Regions from separate parts of the Mus musculus genome. Here all the other regions are linked to region 4. Evidence: chromatin contacts called from public HiCAR-type, HiChIP or PLAC-seq and promoter capture Hi-C data. All regions are on one chromosome and are shown on one strand. The core of a region is the stretch at or near the end of the contact, and the rest is flanking DNA. Distances in the headings are between cores, read along the strand shown. Region 1 overlaps Rhoj (ras homolog family member J). Region 2 holds the start of Sgpp1 (sphingosine-1-phosphate phosphatase 1). Region 3 holds the start of Syne2 (spectrin repeat containing, nuclear envelope 2). Region 4 holds the start of Hif1a (hypoxia inducible factor 1, alpha subunit).

Region 1 (2,857 bases), core at 58-2,557, 1.5 Mb after region 4:
GATTCCACACTCTTGCTACATTGATTTAGGGGAGGGGAGGGGCATGCCACAGCACACTCCCGGAGGTCAGAAGATAATCTGTGGTAGCCAGTTCTCTCCTTCTATCACCTGGACCGGTTTTTAGTAGAAAACAAACACAGGATTTAGGGATACTTGATGGTATCCCCAAGGTTGCTCTAATGATGGAAAGCAATGGAAAGGAATCAAAGGCAGAGCGGTCTGGGGCGAACAACCCTGCTGTGACCTCATTTCATGGATGGCTAACACTTGGTGGCAGTACTTTCCTTCCGTGGAGTTGTTGACTAATTCCTTGCCAAGCTGCGGAGCCTCATGGGACACAGGTTGGCAAGCAGTAAGGCATCCACTGCTGGTCCAGGACTCACAAAGCCTTGTCTTGTACAACTGATATTGACTTCTATCTCTGACATCCCTGATGTCCTCCAGCAGAAACAGGAAAGGGAGATAAAGAGGCTCTCCAAGATAAGGACACAAGCCCTAAGCCCTGATTTTAGCATCCCTCCAGCGCTCACAGAGCAACACTGAAAATCCACCACGTTTCCACACCAACAACTGTCTCCTCCCCACTGCCCAACTGTCTTCTCCCCACCACCGCCGCTGCCACAGCCGCCACCGCTGCCGCTGCTGCCACCGCCACCACCACTACCACCACCACCATTCCACCTTAACTCAGGGAAATTCTCGTCATTTTTTTCTTTCCATTTTCTTAGCCAAAGGACTTTAGGAGCCTGATGAAGCTTTCAGAATAAACGCTGATAGGAGATCCACAACAGCCTGGGAAACACAGGGTCAACCATACAGACTCGGTTTAGACATCTCCACCAGAAAGCCTTCTCTGACCAAATGCTGGCATAGTGTATAAATGCACACATGCTCAGCCATGCTCCCAGCCTTCTGCACTACCCTGTGCATACTACACTGCTCGTGGCTACATTTTTTACTTGTTCTGCATCTGTTCTCTCTCTTTCCAATATTGAGCTCAGCCCAGGAAAGGGGGGCAGGATGCAGACTCTCCAATGCCGGCTTAATGGACCTTGCTCACACTTATCTCAGGCCTGGTGGAACTCCCTAGAGTCCCAGCTGCCAAGGAGAAAAGGAGGGGGCCAAAGGAAAAGGAACTGAGGGGAATAACTGTTCTCTAAGAAAAGGGGGGTGTGAGCTGGGCTAGCAGGACTCTAGTGACAAAGGTCACAGCCACTGCTTAGGAATATTTGCAGTATTCAGTATGGCCTCTGGGATGGTTCGGCTTCTAAGGCTTGCCTGCTCTTGGTCCTGGGCCTGTGGGTCACAGAACAGTGTGCAGGATCTCATGAACAGCAGCCCTGACCTCCATGAACCCAGCTCACTGGAGGCAGGAAATTCCATGTTGTAATAACTGGAGTTCTTCCATTCATTCTTGATCCATGACTAGGTAAGCAACTGGTCTTTAAAGAACCCATTTCCACAGTGAAACTAACAGAAGTTATGAAACAAATGGATTTATCAGATATCTACAGAAAATTTTATCCTAAAACAAAAGGATATACCTTCTTCTCAGCATCTCATGGTACCTTCTCCAAAATTGACCATATAATTGGTCACAGAACAGGCCTCAACAGAAACAAAAATATTGAAATTGTCCCATGCATCCTATCAGATCACCATGGACTAAGGCTGATCTTCAATAACAACATAAATAGTAGAAAGCCAACATTCACGTGGAAACTGAACAACGCTCTTCTCAATGATACCTTGGTCAAGGAAGGAATAAAGAAAGAAATTAAAGACTTTTTAGATTTAATGAAAATGAAGCCACAACATACTCAAACTTATGGGACACAATGAAAGCATTTCTAAGAGGGAAAGTCATAGCTCTGAGTGCCTCAAAAAGAAGCTAGAGAGAGCACACACTAGCAGCTTGACAACACACCTAAAAGCTCTAGAAAAAAGGAAGCAAATTCACCCAAGAGGAGTAGACGGCAGGAAATAATCAAACTCAGGGGTGAAATCAACCAAGTGGAAACAAGAAGGACTATTCAAAGAATCAACCAAACGAGGAGCTGGTTCTTTGAGAAAATCAACAAGATAGATAAACCCTTAGCCAGACTCACTAGAGGGCACAGGGAAAGCATCCTAATTAACAAAATCAGAAATGAAAAGGAAGACAAAACAATAGATCCTGAAGAAATCCAAAACACCATCAGATCCTTCTACAAAAGGCTATACTCAACAAAACTGGAAAACCTGGATGAAATGGACAAATTTCTAGACAGATACCAGGTACCAAAGTTAAATCAGGACCAGGTTAATGATCTAAACAGTCCTATATCCCCTAAAGAAATAGAAGCAGTCATTAATAGTTTCCCAACCAAAAAAAGCCCAGGACCAGATGGGTTTAGTGCAGAGTTCTATCAGACCTTCAAAGAAGATCTAATTCCAGTTCTGCACAAACTATTCCACAAAATAGAAGCAGAAGGTACCCTACCCAATTCATCCTATGAAGCCACAATTACTCTGATACCTAAACCACAGAAAGACCCAACAAAGATAGAGAACTTCAGACCAATTTCCCTTATGAATATCGATGCAAAAATACTCAATAAAATTCTCGCTAACCGAATCCAAGAACACATCAAAACAATCATCCATCCTGACCAAGTAGATTTCATTCCAGGGATGCAGGGATGGTTTAATATATAGAAATCCATCAACGTAATCAATTATATAAACAAACTCAAAGACAAAAACCACATGATCATCTCCTTAGGTTCAGAGAAAGCATTTGAAAAAATACAACACCCATTCATGATAAAAGTCTTGGAAAGATCAGGAATTCAAGGCCCGTAACTAAACATGATAA
Region 2 (2,700 bases), core at 121-2,620, 1.8 Mb after region 4:
GACCAGAGACAGAAGTGAAGTGTCTTAACAGACCTGCAGTCAATCCTTTACGACGAACTCATCTAGATTCTGTTCCTTTACCTTTCGGCTTTTTTTCTTAACTGTCATTACTTTAGTGCTTGGAATGTGCCTGTGCCGAAATTATACTACTGTTTTGAAAACACTCTTTAATTTTACATTGTAAACACCATGTATTGCAGTGAAACCGGGTCTCAGTTACCAAGTGTTTCATTTTAAGTACACTGAATCACCACTGTGCATCAGACGAACTAAGTTTAAAAACTCAGTCTAAGCTCAAGGATTCAATGCACGAAAAGTGTTTCCTTGGGGGGTGGGGGTCTAAGAAACTATACCCAACTGTATTAAAATACAGTTTAGTGTTTAAGAACCGTCATCAGTTAATTTTCTAGAACTCTGACAGGACCTGCGTGGGTACTGTGAGAACCTGTGGGTTGGGGTTTTGGACGGGAAGAGGCAAATTTTTAAAAAAAGGGGAAAAAGAAAGTTCAGAAAGCACTGGAAACTCGACCGTGGAGCTGAGGGGCACAGCGTACCTGCCAGCGGCCATAGGTGAGCAGGAACATGGCGATGGGGATGGCGGTGCCTGACATGGCATGCGTGGAGGGCATGCTGTATTCCGAGTTGTAGAAGACCTCCAGCTTGATGACAGGCGGCGAGGCCGGCCGTGGCCAGCGGATGATGTCCTTGGTGCACTGGCCCAGGTACATGACCAGCACCCAGATGATCACCAGCCTCCGGCCCACAAAGGGGTCGAGATTCCAGATCCAGAAGGGGAAGAATAAGATGTAGAAGAGCTCGTTGCCCAGTTCCGTGCCTAAGCAGAACAGGTAGTAGAGCGGCAAGTTGCTCACTTTGACCAGCTCGCCCTCCTCGCCCGTCAACGAGTTGCGGCGCTGCGAGCCCGCGCGGCGGGGCCCGGTCGGGCCCGGCTCGGCCGCCAGCCCGTTGCGCACGCCGTTCGGGGCACCGCAGCAGTCCGCCTTGGCGGGGCTGTCCTCAGCGCCCGGCTGCCGTCCCCGTCGCCGGGGTTCTCCCGGGGCTCCGCGAACCTCGGTCTCTGCATCCTCGTCCGCCGCCGGGCTGCTGAGCGGCACCTCCACCCCACACAGACGCTGGAAGCTCGCCACCCGCTGCGGCTCCTGCAGACGGCTGGCCAGCAGAGCCAGCCGCTGCCCCAGGGACATGGTCGCGGGCCACTCGGGAATTGATCCGGCCACGCGCTCCTCGCCAGCCACAGCCGCCACGGTGCCTAGCTCGACTCGCTCGAGGCTGCCGGCGACCGCGCCAACAGGCCGCAGCGGCCGCCGCGCGCGCCCTGCGCCCCGCGCGCCCCTCCCCTGGCGCGCTCACGGAGGCCCGCGCCGCGCGCGCAGCCCGGAGCTGTCGCCGAAGCCCCGCCTCCCGGTGCTCCTGGTTGCTGTGCGAAGAACAGTGCGGGTCTAGGCAGGGCTGGTGACCCAGGAGCTGCCCGCGGCTTTTATTAGCCTGGAATCAATTGGGGCGTGATGAATGGAGGCAAAGTAACCGCCGCGAAACCGGAATCGTCCGACTCACGCCATTAATTAGCAACTAATTTCAGAGCTGTCTCGGATGGTTGATGTCCGGAAAGCCACGTGCCAATTGACCAGCGGTGGCAAGATTAGAAAACCGTAGATAATCCAGGACAGAGCCTGGGTATGTGATCGCTGACACAGCTGTGGTCTGCAAAGGAAAAGCCAGTCACCTACCAAGTAAAATCTGACTGTCACTCATCACATACGTCTCTTAAGCGAATTTAGGTGTAAAATTTCCTTAATAAATTCTAGCACTTAGCAAGATTGCTCAGAACACATAGTTAGTGGGAGAATGTAGCGTGGAGAATTCTGAGGGTATTTTTTGTTTTGTCTTTTATCGTTTTCTTTTTGTGAGTTTCGGGTTTGTTTTTTTGTTTGTTTGTTTTTTTGTTTTTGTTTTTGTTTTGTTGTTGTTGTTTGTTTTGTTTTGTTTTTGTTTTTGAACCAGGGTATATCATTTAGCCGAGATTGGCCTCAGCCTTGCTATGTAGTTAAGGCTAGCCCTGAACTGTTGATCCTTCTGGTGAAGCCCCCCAAGACTCGGGGTTACTGGGGCACCATGCCAGGTTTGAACTTGGAATCTGATAGGCTGAACTAGAATCTTAACAGGATTGTCTTGCAAGTCACAAACTTGACTTTAACTTCTAGATGGATCCGATTTTATTAAAAGATTTCAAAGTTTTAATTCCAGGAAGTTATTTTCAGTCAAGGCAAACGAATGTCTATAATTAAAGACTGAACTACTTCCAAGAAAGAGGCTGGAAAATGCTCCATGCTGGTAAGCCATGAGAAATAGTTTCATTTCCCAAGAAAGATTGCTTCCCAGCTCCTCCTATTCCACTTGCTGCAGTCATAAAGAGGATTGCCTCGAGTCCCTGGCCCTGGAATTGCTGAGGTTGGAAAGGTTGAGGGAGCACAGACGAATCCCAGCGCTTGGAGGCTGACATGGGAAGATTTGGAGTTTGAGGACAGCTGGGGCTTCATAACAAGATACTGTATCAAAATAAGTAAAAGCGTTTACAGCCTAGGAAAGCAGACAAGCATGAGAAAAGGAATACTGGGCCTGAAGAATGGTATACAAAGTAACCATGGTTTGCTATGGGTGTCTCTTCTTAGCCAGCAAGCA
Region 3 (2,700 bases), core at 56-2,555, 1.9 Mb after region 4:
TTTGAGAAAGTCTTTTGTACCCCATCGTGGTCTCAGACTTGCTATGTGGCTGAGGCAAGCCTTGATTTCCCAATCCTCCTGTCCCCACCTCCTGAGTGTTGGATTACAAGTGGGCACCATCACTTCATGTTTATATGAAGTGCTGAGGATCAAAGCTAGGCAAGCAGGCTACCCACTGAACCACACCTCGAGCTCCGCCCACCAAGCCATTACGGGATGCATAGCAAATAGTCTAAGAACTTGGAAGGTCAGAGTGAACCTAGAATACAAGAAATGCCATGCAGATATAGTACGGCGAAAAAAGACAATAAAGCATGTATTTTCACAGTTTACTTGTGTCACCTCAATACTCGCAGAGAGGAGAGTGTGGATAGAATTAAAACCTACGTTTCCCGGAAACATGGATTAGCTGAACCCACTGTCGTCAAACTTTTAATCTTCGACCCTTACCATTTAATTTGGGCCATCAGTAGCGCACTAAGCAATCCAGATAAGATTCTGCAGCTACACAATATGCATGAGGCGGGACTTGCATGAAGTTAAATTTGATTGCGATAGAAACTCAGGCCACTGCCTCTTTGTGATTTAACAGTGAAGTGATGCGTTGGTGTCTGACTTCAAGAGTCTTAATACTATAACAGCGACTCGAAACGCGAGTGGGAGTCAGGTGATGTCATCCTGAGTTCACAGGATTGAGTAATTTGCTGGAAAATCCAACTGACACCTACAGGACAGATTCCCAGGGACCCACTTTCTCCTGAATGTCGTTGTTTGAGGCGGCTCTCCTCAGCCCATCCTGCAGGCTGGCACGCGCGGGGCGGGGGGGGGGGGGACAGGGAAATAGGGTGGGGGGTGTCACTTATCTGCATTGTTAAATAAGCACCTCCTTATCTTACCTCCGTAGGTGAGGTCGAGGTCTGGGCTTCCTGACACTCTTAAGAAGCCGATGAAAAGTCCATGTTTCTCTAAGGCTCCACCTGGGTTCAAGGACCGGATCGCGGTCGGCTCGCTGATTTGTAGATCTAGGCATCCACCCACCGTGAAGAAGTGAAACCCGCCTGAAAAGTGTTCTAGGAGAGTCGGCCTCCCCTTTGTCTCCAGCTGCGGGTAGGCACGGAGGCGGAGGCTCGTGAACCTGCGTTCGGAGTTAGTTCCTCACTCCCGCCACCTGCAAGGGTCTGTAAGGCGGAGGGAAAGTTGCGGTGGCCGCAGGGAGGCGGCTCCGCCCCCAGTGCGCTGCTCCGGGCGGCGGCGAGCGCGGGACTGGGCGGGCCGGGAGGGCGCGGGGCGTGGTCTGTAGCCTCCAGTCCAGAGCGGAGCGCGCTCGGCTGCGCCGCAAGCCTTCGGCCGCACGGAAGAGCGAGCGGGAGAGCGATCGAGGGGCGCCATCGAGGCAGCGAGGCGAGGGGGGCGCGGAGTAGGTCGGGTCGAACTCCGGCCCTCGCCTCCCGGCCGGGCAGACAACGGTGAGCGCAGCCGCGGGGGGCTCCGCGCCCTAAAGCGCCCTGCGAGAGCGGGAGGGCGGGGAAGAGGCGGGCACGAGCCCTGCGGAGTCCCCAGAGCCCAGCGGGGAGCCCGGGGGGCCCACGGGAGTCTCTGGATGCCCGGCTCCCAGCTGGGCCGTGGGAAACTTCACCCGGGAGGGGACAGCGGGGCGCGCGGGGCGCTGTAAACTTAGCGGCGGGCGGGGCACCCTGGGGATCGCGGCGAGCGCCAGCGATTGGCGTTGGTGTCCCGGGCTTCTTTGTGTCACCTCCGGGCCCGGCCCGCGGGTGCACCCAGCTCGGCCCCGGGACTCCCCACTGTCCCCCTATCCCGGTCCAGGCGGGCGCGCTCGGCTGATTGTTTGCATTCCTCGCGTCACGCCTGGGCGGGAAAGATTTCGAACCGGGTGTTAGAACACTGAAGCCGCGGCGCAGAGATTGCAAAACCACGGGCGGCGGGAGGCTAGCCCCGGGGACCGGAGAACCTGCAGCCGGGGCGCACACTGTGGACAGGACGCGGGACCCTTGCGTTGGAAGAGAAGAGGCGGGCGCGGCGGCCCTGAGTCTCGGCGGGCGGAGAGGGGGCGCTGGGACCGCGGGGATTATAATTCCATTTTGATCGCTTGCGGTCTTTGTTGTCTGTACAATTGCCTTTAGGGTCTGACGGTAGCACCTGGTCCTCCTTACGGTCTCTCTCTTGAGGTCTGAAAAGATGCCCAGTGTGGGAGGGGGCCCGTGGATTGCATCCAGGGCTGCTGGCCACAGGAGCCGCTGCCTGAGATGGAGGTGGAGAAGTCCAGTGTAACACTTGCCTTTGTGGACGCGCCTTATTTCCGAAAGTTGTTTTCCCCTCCCCTAGTGGAAGGGAGCGTCGGGACGGAGTGGCAGCAGGCGCGGTTGTGCACAGGCACCATGTAGTAGCTCGAGGCAAACCGGGGAGGCTCTCAGTAACCGTGGGACTTAACAAATGTTTGAAAAGTTTTATTTGAAGCAACTCCACCTGCTTCCCTAAAAGTTTCCATCCCCCAAAGCTCTTGCTGGAGGTAATTCTGTGGCTGAGCTCGAATGTTCGGGTGGGGGCACAGTTAAGCAGACCTGGCCTCCTCGCAGCTCCCGTTCCAGTAAACGCCATCATGGGAGAAGGAGCATTCGGTTTTTATGGCCTAGGATTTTTGACGTGTTTACACGCTTCAACGCATGACTGGGGCTCCAGTTT
Region 4 (2,927 bases), core at 349-2,848:
ACATATACATATATATATGTATGTATGTATATGTATATATATTTCCATGATTAAAAACAAAACAAAATGAAAAACAAGTAATTAGTTTTGGTCTTTTACTCTTTTTATATATACCCTGTAGCTCTTTCAGAGGTATGTTCTAGATTTCAAACAAAAATAGTGCTCAAATCTATTTATATAGTCCTAACTTCTTTTTTGAAGCCAGGGCCTTGTGCATGCTAGACCACTCCTCTACTACCGAGCTAAATCTCCAGCTGTAATCATATCTTTATGAGTATTGAGTTGCTTCATGCATTGTTTATTGTCTTATTAGACCTGGACATTATGTGTATTTCTAGAGGGCATTGTTTTTGGATTTGAATGCAATTTAAATGTACCATAGATATCTACATTATTATACAACCCAAAGTTAGATTGTAACAATGTACTAACAAGGCAAAGAAGAGATACTAAACAGTCTAGTGTCAGGTCAGTTTCAGAGACCCCAGATTCAGACTCAGTTGTGTCTATAACACGTGTGTGTGTGTGTGTGTGTGTGTGTGTGTGTGTGTGTACACACACGGGCACGAAGTGTTCCTTTGTTGGGCTTGGAATACTTTTAAAACAAACACACACCATACCCACAGACCTAACATTTATGCTTCCAAAGACCGACTAAAAATGATGGCTTTAATCCATAGCTCCCAGCATAGCCGGTGAGCAGTCCTGTCAAGGTCTGTAGGTTGAAGGACTTGTTCTTCTTTCAGTCTAAACAGTGAACTAAACTCAGTCTGAAACAATTCTTGCACCTTTTCTGCATCCATTTAAGATGATCTTTGTCAGTTTTTAAAGCAACATGAAAGCAAAATAAGTCTATTCAATGCCTTTTCCTGTCTTGTCAAATTCAGGCTTGTGCTCTCACTTATTGAAGCTGTTGTTTATTTGTAAATGCTTAAGATAGTTTATTTTTAAATGGCCCTGCAACTTCCCTCCCCTTGAGAGGTTTGGCAAGACGGATTTGTTTTATATTTTTATCTGCATTTGCTCAGTAGTCAAACTTTGGCCCAGAAAATCTTAATCACTTGGAGACTTCCCTTGTTGTGTAGCAAAGAGCGGAGACTGGAGACTGAGTGGTGTCGGTCACCTGGGAAGGAGGGACCCCACTCTAACATCAGGGGGGCTGGCTGCCAGAACGCAAAGTTGGCTTTTTTTTTTTCAACTGGAAACTCGGGCGGGATGGGCGGCGACCGGGTCCAGCCACGCAGCTAAGGAGTAAGCGAGCCTCAGAGAACTCTATAGAGAGCCGGGGCGGTGCGAGCCAGGCTCGGACCCAAGCTTGGCAGCCCACTCGCTCCAGCAGCGCCTCCCAAAGCCAGACGCAGCTTTCCATTGAAGGTGCAGAGACCCCCCCACCCCCAGACCTGGGCTCAGCCGCACCCGTCGCTCGCCCCTTTTTCTTCCCTCCCTAGCTGCACACAGACAAGCACGTGAGCGGGGCAGCTCGTCCCAGCTGGGGCTCAGCTGACCTCCTCCTGATTGGCTGAGAGCAACGTGGGCTGGGGTGGGGCCTGGCCGCCTGCGTCCTTCACCATTGGCTCTCCGGGAACCCGCCTCCGCTCAGGTGAGGCGGGCCCGCGGGCGCGCGCGTTGGGTGCTGAGCGGGCGCGCGCACCCCTCGGCTTTTCCCTCCCCTCGCCGCGCGCCCGAGCGCGCCTCCGCCCTTGCCCGCCCCCTGCCGCTGCTTCAGCGCCTCAGTGCACAGAGCCTCCTCGGCTGAGGGGACGCGAGGACTGTCCTCGCCGCCGTCGCGGGCAGTGTCTAGCCAGGCCTTGACAAGCTAGCCGGAGGAGCGCCTAGGAACCCGAGCCGGAGCTCAGCGAGCGCAGCCTGCAGCTCCCGCCTCGCCGTCCCGGGGGGCGTCCCGCCTCCCACCCCGCCTCTGGACTTGTCTCTTTCTCCGCGCGCGCGGACAGAGCCGGCGTTTAGGCCCGAGCGAGCCCGGGGGCCGCCGGCCGGGAAGACAACGCGGGCACCGATTCGCCATGGAGGGCGCCGGCGGCGAGAACGAGAAGAAAAAGTAAGCCGGGCCGCCGCGTTCCGTGGACTGGCTTTTTTTTTTTTTTTTTTTTTGTCTCCGCTCCCCTTCCGTCCCCCCCAGCCTCACGCGCCGGGCTCCCCCGCGGTCCACGTCGCCATCTTGGCGCTGGGGGTGGGAGTCGCGGGCCCTGCGCTCGGCGGGGCTGGGGTCTCCGCCCCGGACACCCGCCCCGCGCCGTCGCAGCCCAGCCTGCCCCGCGCGCCCATCCGGCCGAGCCGGCCAGGGCCGAGTACGCCTCTAGCTCCCGCGCCTTCCCTCCCCGTCCTCCGCGTTAGCCGCGAGCAGCGGGCCCCGGGCGGACCCTGTGCGCGCTGCCAGCTTCCTGGGGTCGAGGCCCTCCGAGGCCGACCCGGGGCTCCCCCGAGCCGCCTCGCTGCGCCGCGGCCGCCGTTGCCTTTGTAGGTTAGGGAGTTTCTTCTGGGGGCCCGAAGACGCTAACTTTCTAGTTTGCACGTGCGGGTTTGGTTGTAATCTGGAAAAACTTGCCTCCATCAGAGTAACGGGAATTTAGGAAAATGGCATCATTGTAAACAACTTCCAATTTCTACAAACTTGTGTTTGCATCACCTGTCAGGAGAGCCCAGACGTTATGTATCAATATGTGGCTGCCTCGTTCACTCCTGAAAATAACTTACGGATAGTTTTGGTTAAATTTAGGCCGGTAATTTCATGGAGTGGGGGCTATATATGATGAAAGCCGTCGGTTAAAATACTGAAAATTTATTGGAACACCTGAAAAGAATTGTTTCCAAAAACCATACATCTGAAGTGTGAAATCTTCCATGAGAATTCAGTGTAAGTTTATGAAACATCTTGTGGTTTGAGTCTAAGGAGAACATTTTAGAATTGA

Evidence for each region. Promoter capture Hi-C pulls out the DNA fragments that hold promoters and counts their contacts. HiCAR-type assays count read pairs that join an accessible place to other places. HiChIP or PLAC-seq counts read pairs in DNA pulled down with a chosen protein or histone mark.
Region 1: a contact with region 4 is called in a promoter capture Hi-C map of the 3T3-L1 cell line, with 2.8 times the contacts expected there. The contact joins the enhancer-like site here to the promoter of Hif1a in region 4. A contact is called at or near these places in 5 of 39 promoter capture datasets (the 3T3-L1 cell line, cranial neural crest, embryonic stem cells and 1 more).
Region 2: a contact with region 4 is called in an H3K4me3 HiChIP or PLAC-seq map of stem cell-derived neural progenitor cells, with 5 times the contacts expected there. The contact joins the promoter of Sgpp1 here to the promoter of Hif1a in region 4. A contact is called at or near these places in 4 of 39 promoter capture datasets (the 3T3-L1 cell line, cranial neural crest, hippocampal neurons and 1 more) and 2 of 115 datasets of contacts at active chromatin or transcription factors (large pre-B cells and stem cell-derived neural progenitor cells).
Region 3: a contact with region 4 is called in a HiCAR-type map of astrocytes, with 4 times the contacts expected there. The contact joins the promoter of Syne2 here to the promoter of Hif1a in region 4. A contact is called at or near these places in 3 of 39 promoter capture datasets (cranial neural crest, hippocampal neurons and pre-B cells) and 2 of 115 datasets of contacts at active chromatin or transcription factors (astrocytes and pancreatic cancer cells).

What each region holds. Positions count from the first base shown.
Region 1 is chr12:75,368,439-75,371,295 of GRCm38.p6, forward strand. The region is part of intron 1 of Rhoj (ras homolog family member J); the gene reads left to right. Among named protein-coding and RNA genes, the nearest start is that of Gm34613, 46 kb to the right of the region's middle. Within about 2 kb of position 1,308, at least 33 of the 459 cell types and tissues checked have an H3K27ac peak or open chromatin away from gene starts, as enhancers often do.
Region 2 is chr12:75,734,359-75,737,058 of GRCm38.p6, forward strand. It overlaps Sgpp1 (sphingosine-1-phosphate phosphatase 1), which reads right to left and starts at 1,371. Exons shown (of 3, transcript NM_030750.3): 1 at 555-1,371. The coding sequence starts at 1,205.
Region 3 is chr12:75,817,013-75,819,712 of GRCm38.p6, forward strand. Syne2 (spectrin repeat containing, nuclear envelope 2) reads left to right here and starts at 1,306. Exons shown (of 116, transcript NM_001005510.2): 1 at 1,306-1,466. Gm40447 (collagen alpha-1(II) chain-like) reads right to left here and starts at 2,616. Exons shown (of 7, transcript XM_011244246.1): 1 at 2,485-2,616; 2 at 897-2,339. The coding sequence starts at 2,616. The coding sequence ends at 1,071.
Region 4 is chr12:73,906,269-73,909,195 of GRCm38.p6, forward strand. Hif1a (hypoxia inducible factor 1, alpha subunit) reads left to right here and starts at 1,599. Exons shown (of 15, transcript NM_010431.2): 1 at 1,599-2,056. The coding sequence starts at 2,022.